2 separate regions of the Macaca mulatta genome follow, and region 2 is linked to region 1. Evidence: chromatin contacts called from public Hi-C data. All regions are on one chromosome and are shown on one strand. Each heading gives the region's core, a stretch centred on a gene start, on an enhancer-like site or on the middle of the called end of the contact. The rest is flanking DNA. Distances are from core to core; before and after follow the strand shown.

What was found. Hi-C and Micro-C count contacts between places; a contact is called where the count stands out from the background.
Region 2: a Hi-C map of fetal cortex germinal zone shows a contact between it and region 1, with 2.3 times the contacts expected there. The contact joins the promoter of CLPP here to the promoter of MLLT1 in region 1. A contact is called at or near these places in 2 of 14 Hi-C or Micro-C datasets (fetal cortex germinal zone and fetal cortical plate).

The regions. Positions count from the first base shown.
Region 1 is chr19:7,163,511-7,169,145 of T2T-MMU8v2.0, forward strand. MLLT1 (MLLT1 super elongation complex subunit) reads right to left here and starts at 3,209. Exons shown (of 11, transcript XM_015122622.3): 1 at 3,013-3,209. The coding sequence starts at 3,024.
Region 2 is chr19:7,235,841-7,241,475 of T2T-MMU8v2.0, forward strand. CLPP (caseinolytic mitochondrial matrix peptidase proteolytic subunit) reads left to right here and starts at 2,152. Exons shown (of 6, transcript XM_077979614.1): 1 at 2,152-2,393; 2 at 2,491-2,562; 3 at 3,038-3,134. The coding sequence starts at 2,196. It overlaps ACER1 (alkaline ceramidase 1), which reads right to left and starts at 2,978. Exons shown (of 8, transcript XM_028839864.2): 1 at 2,735-2,978.

The DNA of each region.
Region 1 (5,635 bases), core at 1,959-4,458:
ACAAATACCACAGACAACACCAGCACAGACTTGGGGCGGAGGGGGAATCAAACATGCGGGTTACGGTTGGGGCAAAGAGAACAAGAAAGGCGTTTTCCTGGCCATGGGGAAAAGATGTCAATGTTGAGAAGCTGGGAGCCCAGAGCACAGCGGGAAATCCTGCTCTTAGAGGGGGTCTGAAAGTCCTAGAAAGTAACAGAGGAAAGCAGAAAGAGAACCAAAGCTTCCCAAAGCCAGCGACTGGGTGGAAAGCTGTGCTGTTTCCCACTATACCGAGGCACTAACGTTTTGTGGCATCGGGGGCTAGTGGGAGCGGAGGCCCAGGTTCTGCTGGATTCAAAGCATTTTCCCTGTGCCAAGAGTCCCTCAGGGACACTGACCGCCAACTCATCTGCTTGGGTAAAAGATACCATTCTCTCCTGTTTCTCCAGGGGCCTCCTGCTCTGTGAGGAACGGACAGAGAGCCCTTGGGCCTCTCTCAAACTTGCATGAAGGCTTTGCTGGGGAAGGAGAATCAGACTTTGGGTCCAAACACACTTCCCTCTGGGAGCCGCTTCCCTTGCAAATACTTCTGCAAGGAGGGAGACCATCGCCATGGATGGAACTTTCTGCGATGATGGAAATGCCTCTGCACTGCCCGACACAGTCGTCAGTAGCTCAGTAATGGTGGTTACTGAGCACTTAAAACGTGGCTGGTGAGATGGAGGAACTGAAGTTGTCATTCGAGTTAGTTTAAATGTAAATCAGCCACAGATGCTGGTCACTGTGGTACCGGGCAGTGCAAAGCCAGCTCTCTCCCACGCCTGTCTACCTGAGCGAGACCTTTCTCTCTCTCCGTCGCAGACCAGGAATGCCACCCATTTCCACCACCCCACTTACATAAGTGACAGCCACCCAGACCTCCGGGGTCCCACACATCACAAGGGGAACAGACACGCTTCAGCCTAGGACATCTCCGCCGGGGACTAAGGAAGGAGGGCAGGGGCCATACCCTACGCCTCTGTGTGCCCAACGGGACTTGCCTGGAGTCAGGCTTCATTGAAAGTGGACACTAAAGGTACATTTCATTTGGGCTTTTAACTCGATACCAGATTGGAAGCAACAAGCTCTGTCTCTTCAACGGAAATCAACTCACACCATGCCGTGGAAATCCACCGATCAACTGCTGCAAACTCTTCCTTACCTCTTAAGAGGAAGGCAGCAACACCCAAATCAGACGGGAAGCCACTGGAACTGGGTACCAGAAGCATGAGCCACCTGTCTCCATGACCCTGTGCCACAGGCGCCCAGATGGGCAGGAGGGAGGTTCCCTGCCCCCCACCCATGAAACCACACAGCCAGACAGTGCCACCTTAGTGGCGCCAGCAGCCAGGGACGCCCCAACCTGCCCTTTCTAACGGCGGAGATTTCGGCTGCCACCCCCACAGCCCCACGACACCTTTCCTGGCCTGGCGCCCCTGAAAGCCAGGGCAGCCGGGGAGGAGGAACAAATGATCCCATGTTGGGGGCCAGCAATGGTTCTGGACTTGAGGAAGAGGGGTACGGGCTTGGGTATTGAAGAGGCAGCGTAGAGTTGGGTAAAGGGGGTACCAGCGTGCAGGAAGACCTTGTGTTTATGAGAAGCAACACAGACCAATGGGGAGGGGCCGTCCGGAGCGTTTCGGGAGGCTGGGGAACCCACCCACCCTGGGTTTCAACTGAGACTCTTAAGACCCTGGGGGCAAAAAAAAAAAAAAACAGAAAATGAGGTGGAAGAAGGGAGAGGGTAGTGGCTGAGACATCAGGACTGATCAGGCTGAGGGGCGTTAGATGAAGTGGGAGATCCTGAAGGCAAAGGTTGTGCAGGAGACTGTGGGACTGTGTCATGACAAACCAGCCTGGGAGGGAGATGTGGACTGGGGTGAAATGTGGGGAAGCCTAAATCAGGATGCCACGGACGGAGACGGCCCAAGCTGAGGGCAACAGCAGGCAATCAGTGACTCAAAGGTCTGGGGCATCCAGATCAGAGAAGCAACTGCTCCTGGTCCTGGTCTCAGGGCAGAGGGTCTGAAGGTGAAACAGACAGCCCCACCAGGTCTAAGGCAGAATGACCAGGGCCTGAAACTAGAAGGGGGCTGAGGCGGCAGGGTGGGTCAAAGAAGTCTGAAAAAGCAAGTACAAAGAGAGGGGACACTCCAAACAGGCCTGAGTCCCTGCAGCAAAAGACAGAAGGCCAGGGTCCTAGGGAGTCTGAGGAGCTCAGGCCAGGGCTGGGGTTGAAGGAGAAAGGGTTGCTCTGGCTGCAGCCGGGGCAGGAACAGAGGGGAGAGAAGGCTCAGGCCCAGGTAGGGGGTGGGTGGAAATAAATCTTAGGCTAGGCCTGGGTTCAAGGAAGAGAGACGCTGCAGAGCAGGGTCTCAGGGGGCCGGGGACGCCTCATCTCTGAGCTGAGGTTGAAGGGAGGACAGGCAGCAGGTTGGGGACTCAGGGAGTCTGAGGCGACTCCGGGCCAAGGGTCCAGACAGGAAAGGAGACAGTGACTGGCCCTGGACCCAGAGAGGAAAAGGTCTACAGGGCAGATCCCAGGGGTCCCGGGAGGGGTCTGGACAGGGCCGAGATCCCAGAAAGTGCCTGGAAGGAGCTCTGGACCAGGCTGAAGTCCCGAGAGCTGTCTTGAGGTCCCTAAGCCGGACTGGGGTCCCCAGGGGCGTCCCAGGTGGATGCAGATCGGACTGGGGTTCCGAAGGGTCTCCCGGGGGGCTCCGAGCCAGGCTGGGGGGTCACCAGGGGCGTCCCAGGGGGCTCCGGACCTGGCCCAGGTCCCGAAGGGGGTCCGAGGCGCCCTGGCCGGGCCGGGGTCGCGGATGGGGGAGGGGCGCCCCCGCCCCACATAAAGGCCCGGGGAGCAGCGGGCGCGCACAAAGCGAGCAGGCGGGCGCGGAGCGGGGAGGCCGGGACCGGGGAGGGCCGGGCGGGCCGGCGGGCGGGAGGGGGCCGGGCGGGCTGCGCTGGGGCGGCGCGGCCGCTCCTCACCTGATTGTCCATGGCTGGCGCCCCGCCCCGCCCCCGGGCCCCGCGTCGCTCGCCGCCGCCGCCGCCGCCGCCGCCGCTCAACGCCGCCCCGCCGCCCTCATTGTCTGTCAAGCGCCGCCGCCGCCGCCGCCGATCCCGGCCGCCCGCTCGCCCGCCAGCCCCGCGGAACCGGAAACCACCGCCAGCCCGGGTCGCGCACCGATCACGGGCCCCCGCCGCCGACTAGGGCCCGCCGCATCGACTGACAGCCACCTGGGCCAATCGACGGCGCGGACGGCCGCTCGTGGCGCGGGACTTCCTGCCTGGCGAGGGCCTGCCGAGCTGCGGTCGGAGGGACGAAGCCCGCAGCCAATGGGAGGCCAGGACCGGAGGGGCGGGAGGAGGGAGGGAGGGAGGCGCGAGGCGAGCCTGGCGGAGGGGAGCGCGAGGTGTGCGCCGCACGTGGAGGGGGGCGGGGGCGGGACGGGCGCTCCGCGCCTGCGCGCTGTGGCCCGCAGGGGGCGCTGCCTCGTGGCTGGAGCCTCCAGGGCGGGAGCGTTCAGGGGCTGCAACTGAGGTTACTGGTTCGAGCCCTGGGGAGGGATCCCCAAGGGCCCCCGGTAGGTACACTTTTGTTTCCTGACCGCATGATGCTGCTATGTGACGGAATGAGCCCTGGGTTCTGGAACTGGAGATTAATTTTTTTTTTTTTTTTTTTGAGACACGGTCTCGCTCTGTCACCCAGGCTGGAGTGTAGTGGCACGATCTCCGCTCACTGCAACCTCCGCCTCCCAGGTTCAAGAGATTCTACTGCCTCAGCCTCCCGAGTAGTTGGGATTACAGGCGCTCGCCATTACATCTCACTAATTTTTGTATTTTTAGTAGAGACGGGGTTTTGCCATGTTGGCCAGGCTGGTCTCGAACTCCTGACCTCAAGTGATCCACCTGCCTCAACCTCCCAAAGTGGAGATTAATTTTCTAATCCTGCATAATCCTTGGCAAACCTGGTCAGCCCCTTCTTCACCTTTCCCTGAGTCTCAGTTTGCACATCTATAAAATAGGTTGAAGAACAGTACTGTGTGATTCTTCCTGCTAATTTGAATGATACAAATTTGAAACATTCAGACGACCCAAGAGAGTCACATGTTTTCAGTTAGACAGGAAGAGTAAGTTCTGGCGATCTATCACACAACAAGGTGACTACATAATAATGTTATTTTATATTTTAAAATTGCTAAAAGTGGTCAGATGTGGTGGCTCACACCTGTAATCCCCACACTTTGGGAGACTGACTGGGGTGGATCACCTGAGGTCAGGAGTTCAAGACCAGCCTGGCCAACATGGTGAAATCCCATCTCTACTAAAAAAATACAAAAATTAGCCAGGCGTGGTGGTGTGTGCCTGTAATTCTAGCTGCTCAGGAGGCTGAGGCAGCAGAATCGCTTGAATCAGGGAGGCAGAGGTTGCAGTGAGCTGAGATCACACCACTGCACTCCAGCCTGAGTGACAGAGCAAGACTCTGTCTCAAAAAAGAGAAAAAAAGAAAAAAGAAATGCTAAAAGTGAATTTTGAATGTTCTTACCGTAAATAATTGATAAGTATATGTGCTGATGGATATGTTAATTAGCCTGATTTGTTTATTCCGTAATGTATACATGTATCAAAGCATCAAGGTGTACCCCATACATACATACAGTTATTATTTGTCAATAAAGATTTTTTTTTGAAATGAGGTCTCTGCTGGAGTGCAGTGGCACAATCATGGCGTGCTGTAACCTAGAACTCCTGGGCTCAAACAATTCTCCCACCTCAGCCTCTCAAGCAATTAGGACTGACTGCAGGCTTATGTCACCACACCCGGCTAGTTTGGTTGGTTATTTATTTATTTATTTATTTATTTATAGAAAGAGAGGTCTCACTGTATTGCCCAGGCTGGTCTCCAACTCCTGGCCTCAGGCAACCCTCCCGCTGTGGCCTCCCAAAGTGCTGGGATTCTAGGCATGAGCCATTGTGCCCTGATCAAAGATAAAATTTTTAAAGAGAGAATCTCATGTTATCCACGAAAATTTAAATAATACCAATCTCTCACAAAAAAAATTTTTTTGATTTATTGAGGATCACAAAATTTTACAATGACCTGTAAACTGTGTTTATGTGGGAAATAGGCATACCCCCATCTTTTTCAGGACTTTGTAAGCCACTTGTCTCTTGGACATTAGGACCTTCTGCCTGCGATTTAGAGACTCTTGTGCAGTTATTTTAAATTCCTTTTTATCATTAAAAATCGGGTTGTCATTTGCAAGAAAGAAACAAACCACCCTGTTAAAAAGTGGGCAAAGGACACGAACAGACACGTCTCAAAAGAAGACATACATGCGGCCAATAAGCATATGAAAAAACGCTCAGCGTCACTGATCATTAGAGAAATGCAAATCAAAACCACAATGAGATACCATCTCACACCAGTCAGAATAGCGATTATTAAAAATTCAAAAAACAACAGATGCTGGCAAAGTTGCAGAGAAAAAGGAGCATTTTTATACTGTTGGTGGGAGTGCAAATGAGTTCCACCATTGTGGAAGACAGTGTGACAATTCCTCAAAGACCTAGAGGCATGAATACCATTCAACCCAGCAATCCCATT
Region 2 (5,635 bases), core at 902-3,401, 71 kb after region 1:
ACAAAAAAAAAAAACCCACTTCAAATAGACCCCCATGTGGGAGGACTTGAGACTTCCATGGTCCCTGATCTAAGACATCAATAAATAATTCAGACTGGGTACTTTTTACACATTTTTGGACCCTTTCTGAGGACCTTCTGCACAAACCTAGGAGGTAGGTTATCATTATCCCCACTCTGCAGATGCCTCCAAAGCCCTCTGCCTTTTACCTATCTCCTTTATCACCTCTTCATCTCTTGGTTCAATGTGTATTTAATGAGCACCTACTGTGTGTCAGGCACCATTTTAGACTTTGGGGATGAAGTAGTGACACTGGCTTTCTCGGGGATCTCTTAGAGTGAAGAGTGAAGAAGAGACAGTGTGTCACAGTGACATGGGCGAAACTGGAGTACCCGTTAGGGAGCTGTTAACAATGAAGAACGTGAAAAGCAGTTGCCATGTGGAGAAATGAAGCTGATTAAACAAAGGGAGACAGGGAGGGCATCTAAGAGGACCCCGCCACCCCACATCAGAGGCTGGGCAGGCAGGAGGTGCAGGGCAGCGTCCGGAGGAGTGGAGGAGTGAAGTCGTGACACTATCTTAGATAGTGACATTGAACTGAATGATGCAAAAAAATCTGCCTTGAGAAGGTGTGGCAAAAAACCAGAAGTCCCAACATTACCAGGAATCTTCCTACTTCCACCCTTTTGCCCATTCTTTTTCCTCTGCTGGAAATGCCTTTCCCCAGCTAACAAACTCCTACTTATCCTTCAAAGCCCAATTCCAATACCCGCTTCTCCTAGGAAAGCTTTCCAGTCTGATCTCCAGGCAGAATCCGCAACACCCTTCTCTGGGCTCCCACAGACTGGGGTCCCTCGCTCTACTCCACAGGTGGCCAAAAAATGAATGAGGAGGTCGGCCACAGCAGGCTGGAAGCTCTTCAAGGCCAAGATCCAGGCTAAGTCCTCTCTGGGACCCCTCTTCCAAGATGAGCTGTGGGAACACTGCAGCTTTTTTTTTTTTTCTTTTTTTTTGAGACAGAGTCTCGCTCTGCCGCCCAGGCTGGAGTGCAGGGGCACGATCTCGGCTCACTGCAAGCTCCACCTCCGGGGTTTACACCATTCTCCTGCCTCCGCCTCCTGAGTAGCTGGGACTACAGGTGCCCATCACCTTGCCTGGATAATTTTTTGTATTTTTAGTAGAGACGGGGTTTCACCGGGTTAGCCAGGATGGTTTTGATCTCATGACCTCGTGATCCTCCCGCCTCGGCCTCCCCAAGTGCTAGGATTACAGGCGTGAGCCACCGTGCCCAACCCTGCAGCTATTTTTAAAATAAGGAATAAGTGGGGTGTGGTGGCTTACGCCTGTAGTCCCAGCACTTTGGGAGGCCAAGGTGGGAGGATCACTTGAGGCCAGGAGTTTGAGACCAGCCTGGGTGACATAGTAACACTCTATCTCTAATATATATATATTTGCCAGATGTGGTAGTGCACAGCTGTAGTCCCAGCTACTCTGGAGAGCAAGGTGGGAGGGAGGGTCACTTGGGCCCAGAAATTTGAGGCTGCATTGAGCTAGGATGGCGCCACTGCACTCCAGCCTGGGCCACAGAGTGAGACTCTCTCTCAAAAAAAATAAAAATAAATAAAATAAAGCAGAAACAGTAGAAAACGAGGCCAGGCGCAGTGGCTCATGCCTGTAACCCCAGCACTTTGGGAGGCCAAGGTGGGAGGATCACAAGCTCAGGAGTTCAAGACCAGCCTGGCCAACATGGTGAAACCCCGTCTCTACTAAAAATACAAAAATTAGCCGGGTGTGGTGGTGTGTGCCTATAATCCCAGCTATTGGGGCAGCTGAGCCAGGAGAATGGCTTGAATCCAGCAGGCAGAGGTTGCAGTGAGCCAAGATCGTGCCACCGCACTCCAGCCCGGGTGACAGAGCAAGACTTCGTCTCAAAAAAAGAGAAAAAAGAAAACGAAGACGAATTCGTCGGTAAGGGGACTCGAACTGTAGACTCTAAAGCTTCTCCAGCCCCGCCCACTCTATTTACTTCACTGGCTCCTCCCTTTCAGGTTCCGATCCTAGCCCCGCCCCATCCTTAACGGCGCCCGCCCACACTCCCGGAAGTGGGCGGCCTAGCGAGCGCGCTCCTAGACGCAAAGCACGCCGGAAGTTGTAGTTCCGCCATCGGACGGAAGCCGACCGGGACGTGTGGAGGGATGTGGCCCGCAATATTAGTGGGGGGGGCCCGGGTGGCGGCATGCAGGTACCCCGCGCTGGGGCCTCGCCTCGCCGCTCACTTTCCAGCGCAGCGACCGCCGCAGCGGACACCCCAAAACGGCCTGGCCCTGCAGCGGAGCCTGCACGCGACGGCGGCCCGGGCTCTCCCGCTCATTCCCATCGTGGTGGAGCAGACGGTACGGCGGCCGGGCGGGGACACGGCCCGGGGGCTCCGGGCTGGGTGAGGATCGGGGGGCTGCCCGCGACCCCTCACCTACATCTTTCTACCCTCAGGGTCGCGGCGAGCGCGCCTATGACATCTACTCGCGGCTGCTGCGGGAGCGCATCGTGTGCGTCATGGGCCCGGTGAGCGCGCCGGGACCCTCCCCAGGACTCTCCCAAGCGCCTGCCCAGACCCCCTGCGCCCCTCCTTCCCTGGCCCCAGACTTTCTTTCCCCAGGCTCCGCTCCCCTTCCAACCCCCTTCCCTCTCCTTCTGACTCCCCTCTTGGCTCCCGGTCTCCCCACCCGCTCCTCACCTCTTCCCCTCTGCTCCTCGCCTCTTGAGCTCCCACTGCCTTCCTGACACCTGGCACCGCTCTCCTCAATCCTAGGCGCAAGACTCTTCGCAGGTGTTCTGACCCTTTCCTTTCCTGTGTCCTGAGCCCCGCCTGGGTCCTAGCCACTACTCTCTCCCCATCCGCTTCTGGGTCCTAAATTCTTCCCCACCCCTTTTATTTGGGCCCTGGTCCCCCTTCCTGGTTCTCTGACCCATCCCCCGCAGCCTTAAAACTCTCTCCCCACCCCGAATCTGGGAACACCCCTGCCCTCTCCACCTGCAGATCGATGACAGCGTTGCCAGCCTTGTTATCGCACAGCTCCTCTTCCTGCAGTCCGAGAGCAACAAGAAGCCCATCCACATGTACATCAACAGCCCTGGTGAGCAAGCAGGGGCTTTCCTAGGTGCCAGGGGCGCTCGTCAGGGCGCACGGGTGACTCAGGGGACCAGAATCCCGGGTCAGGGATGTTCTCTCTCTGGGAAAGGGTGCAGAGCGTCAGAGTTCCAGAAGTGGCTTGAAACCGCCAAAAGGTGCCTGTTGCTGGCTTTTGAGCCTCGGTTCACAAGTCAGGATGTGGCCTCTTTGATCCTGCACATACTGTTCTGCCAACCTGACCCGGCTAACATTTAAAAATTGTAGATTTAAAAAAAAAAAGGCCGGGCGCGGTGGCTCAAGCCTGTAATCCCAGCACTTTGGGAGGCCGAGACCGGCGGATCACGAGGTCAGGAGATCGAGACCATCCTGGCTAACACGGTGAAACCCCGTCTCTACTAAAAAATACAAAAAACTAGCCGGGTATGGTGGCGGGTGCCTGTAGTCCCAGCTACTTGGGAGGCTGAGGCAGGAGAATGGCGTGAACCCGGGAGGCGGAGCTTGCAGTGAGCTGAGATCCGGCCACTGCACTCCAGCCCGGGCGGCAGAGCGAGACTCCGTCTCAAAAAAAAAAAAAAGGCCGGGCGCGGTGGCTCAAGCCTGTAATCCCAGCACTTTGGGAGGCCGAGACGGGCGGATCACGAGGTCAGGAGATCAAGATCATCTTGGCTAACACGGTGAAACCCCGTCTCTACTAAAAAATACAAAAAACTAGCCGGGCGAGGTGGCTGGCGCCTGTAGTCCCAGCTACTCGGGAGGCTGAGGCAGGAGAATGGCGGGAACCCGGGAGGCAGAGCTTGCAGTGAGCCGAGATCCGGCCACTGCACTCCAACCTTGGCGACATAGCGAGACTCTGTCTCAAAAAAAAAAAAAAAAAAAAAAATGTAGATTTTAGCCCGGGCACGATAGCTCTCACCCGTAATCCCAACACTTTGGGAGGCTGAGGTGGGCGAATTGCTTGAGCTCAGGAGTTCAAGACCAGCCTGAGTAACATAGTGAGACCCCATCTCTACAAAAAAAGTACAAAGATGTGGCGCATGCCTGTAGTCCCAGCAGCTCGGGAGGCTGAGTGAGAAGGATCACTTGAGCCCAGGAGGTCGGGGGCTGTAGTGAGCCCGTCTCAAATATAATAATAATAATTGGTAGATTTTTCCCCTCCCCCAAAAAAGTGGTCAGTTTGGATTGACCACTTACAATTGAGGCTTTTTTTTTTTTTTTTTTTTTTTGAGATGGAGTCTCGCTCTGTCACCGAGGCTGGAGTGCAGTGTCGCAGTCTCAGCTCACTGCAACCTCTGCCTCCTGGGTTCAAGCGATTCTCCAGCTTCAGCCTCCCAAGTAGCTGGGAATTACAGGCATGTGTCACCATGCCCATCAAATTTTTTGTATTTAGTAGAGATGAGGTTTCACCATGTTGGTCAGGCTGGTCTCGAACTCCTGAGCTCAAGTGATCCACCCACCTCAGCCTCCCAAAGTGCTGGGATTACAGGCATGAGCCACTACGCCTGGCCTGATTTCTAGTTTCTCTTGGAAATTTAGTAGATCTGGTCCCGTGGGTCCACTGGCACATGTGGCAAGAGTCAGTACACTGTAAAGCAAGCACTCTCCCTTTTGCCTGCACCTGGCCTGTGTCACCTGTTTTTGTCACCTGCCAACCCCTGGAAGCATTTGTGTTGGTGAACCCTGCTTTAAAGAGCTGCTTCTAGGCCGGGTGCGGTGGCTCACGCTTGTAATTCCAGCACTTTGGGAGGCCAAAGAGGGCTGATCACTTGAGGTTAGGAGTTTGAGAGCAGCCTGGCCAACATGGTGAAATCCCATCTCTACTAAAAATACAAAAATTGGCCGGGCACAGTGGCTCACGCCTGTAATCCCAGCACTTTGGGAGGCCGAGGCAGGCAGATCACGAGGTCAGGAGATCAAGACCATCCTGGTTGACATGGTGAAACCCCGTCTCTACTAAAAATACAAAAAAATTAGCCGGGCATGGTGGTGGGTACCTGTAGTCCCGGCTACTTGGGAGGCTGAGGCAGGAGAATGGAATGAATCCGGGAGGCAGAGCTTGCAGTGAGCCGAGATCGCGCCACTGCACTCCAGCCTGGGCAACACAGCCAGACTCCGTCTCAAAAAGAAAAAAAAATTAGCCGAGCGTGGTGGCGTACTTGTAATCCAGCTACTCGGGAGGCTAAGGCGGGAGAATTGCATGAACCCGGGAGGCGGAGATTGCAGTGAGCCGAGATTGCACCACTGCACTCCAGCCTGGGTGACAGAGTGAGACCCTGTCTCGAAATATATATATATATAGCTGCTTCTGGCTAGGCGTGGTGGCTCACATCTGTAATCCCAACACTTTGGGAGGATCGCTTGAGCCCAGGAGTTCGAGACCAGCCTAGGCAACATAGTGAAACCCAGTCTTAATTTTATTTTATTTTTTTTGAGACAAGAGTCTCACTCTGTCGCCCAGGCTGGAGTGCAGTGGCGCGATCTGGGCTCACTGCAAGCTCCGCCTCCCGG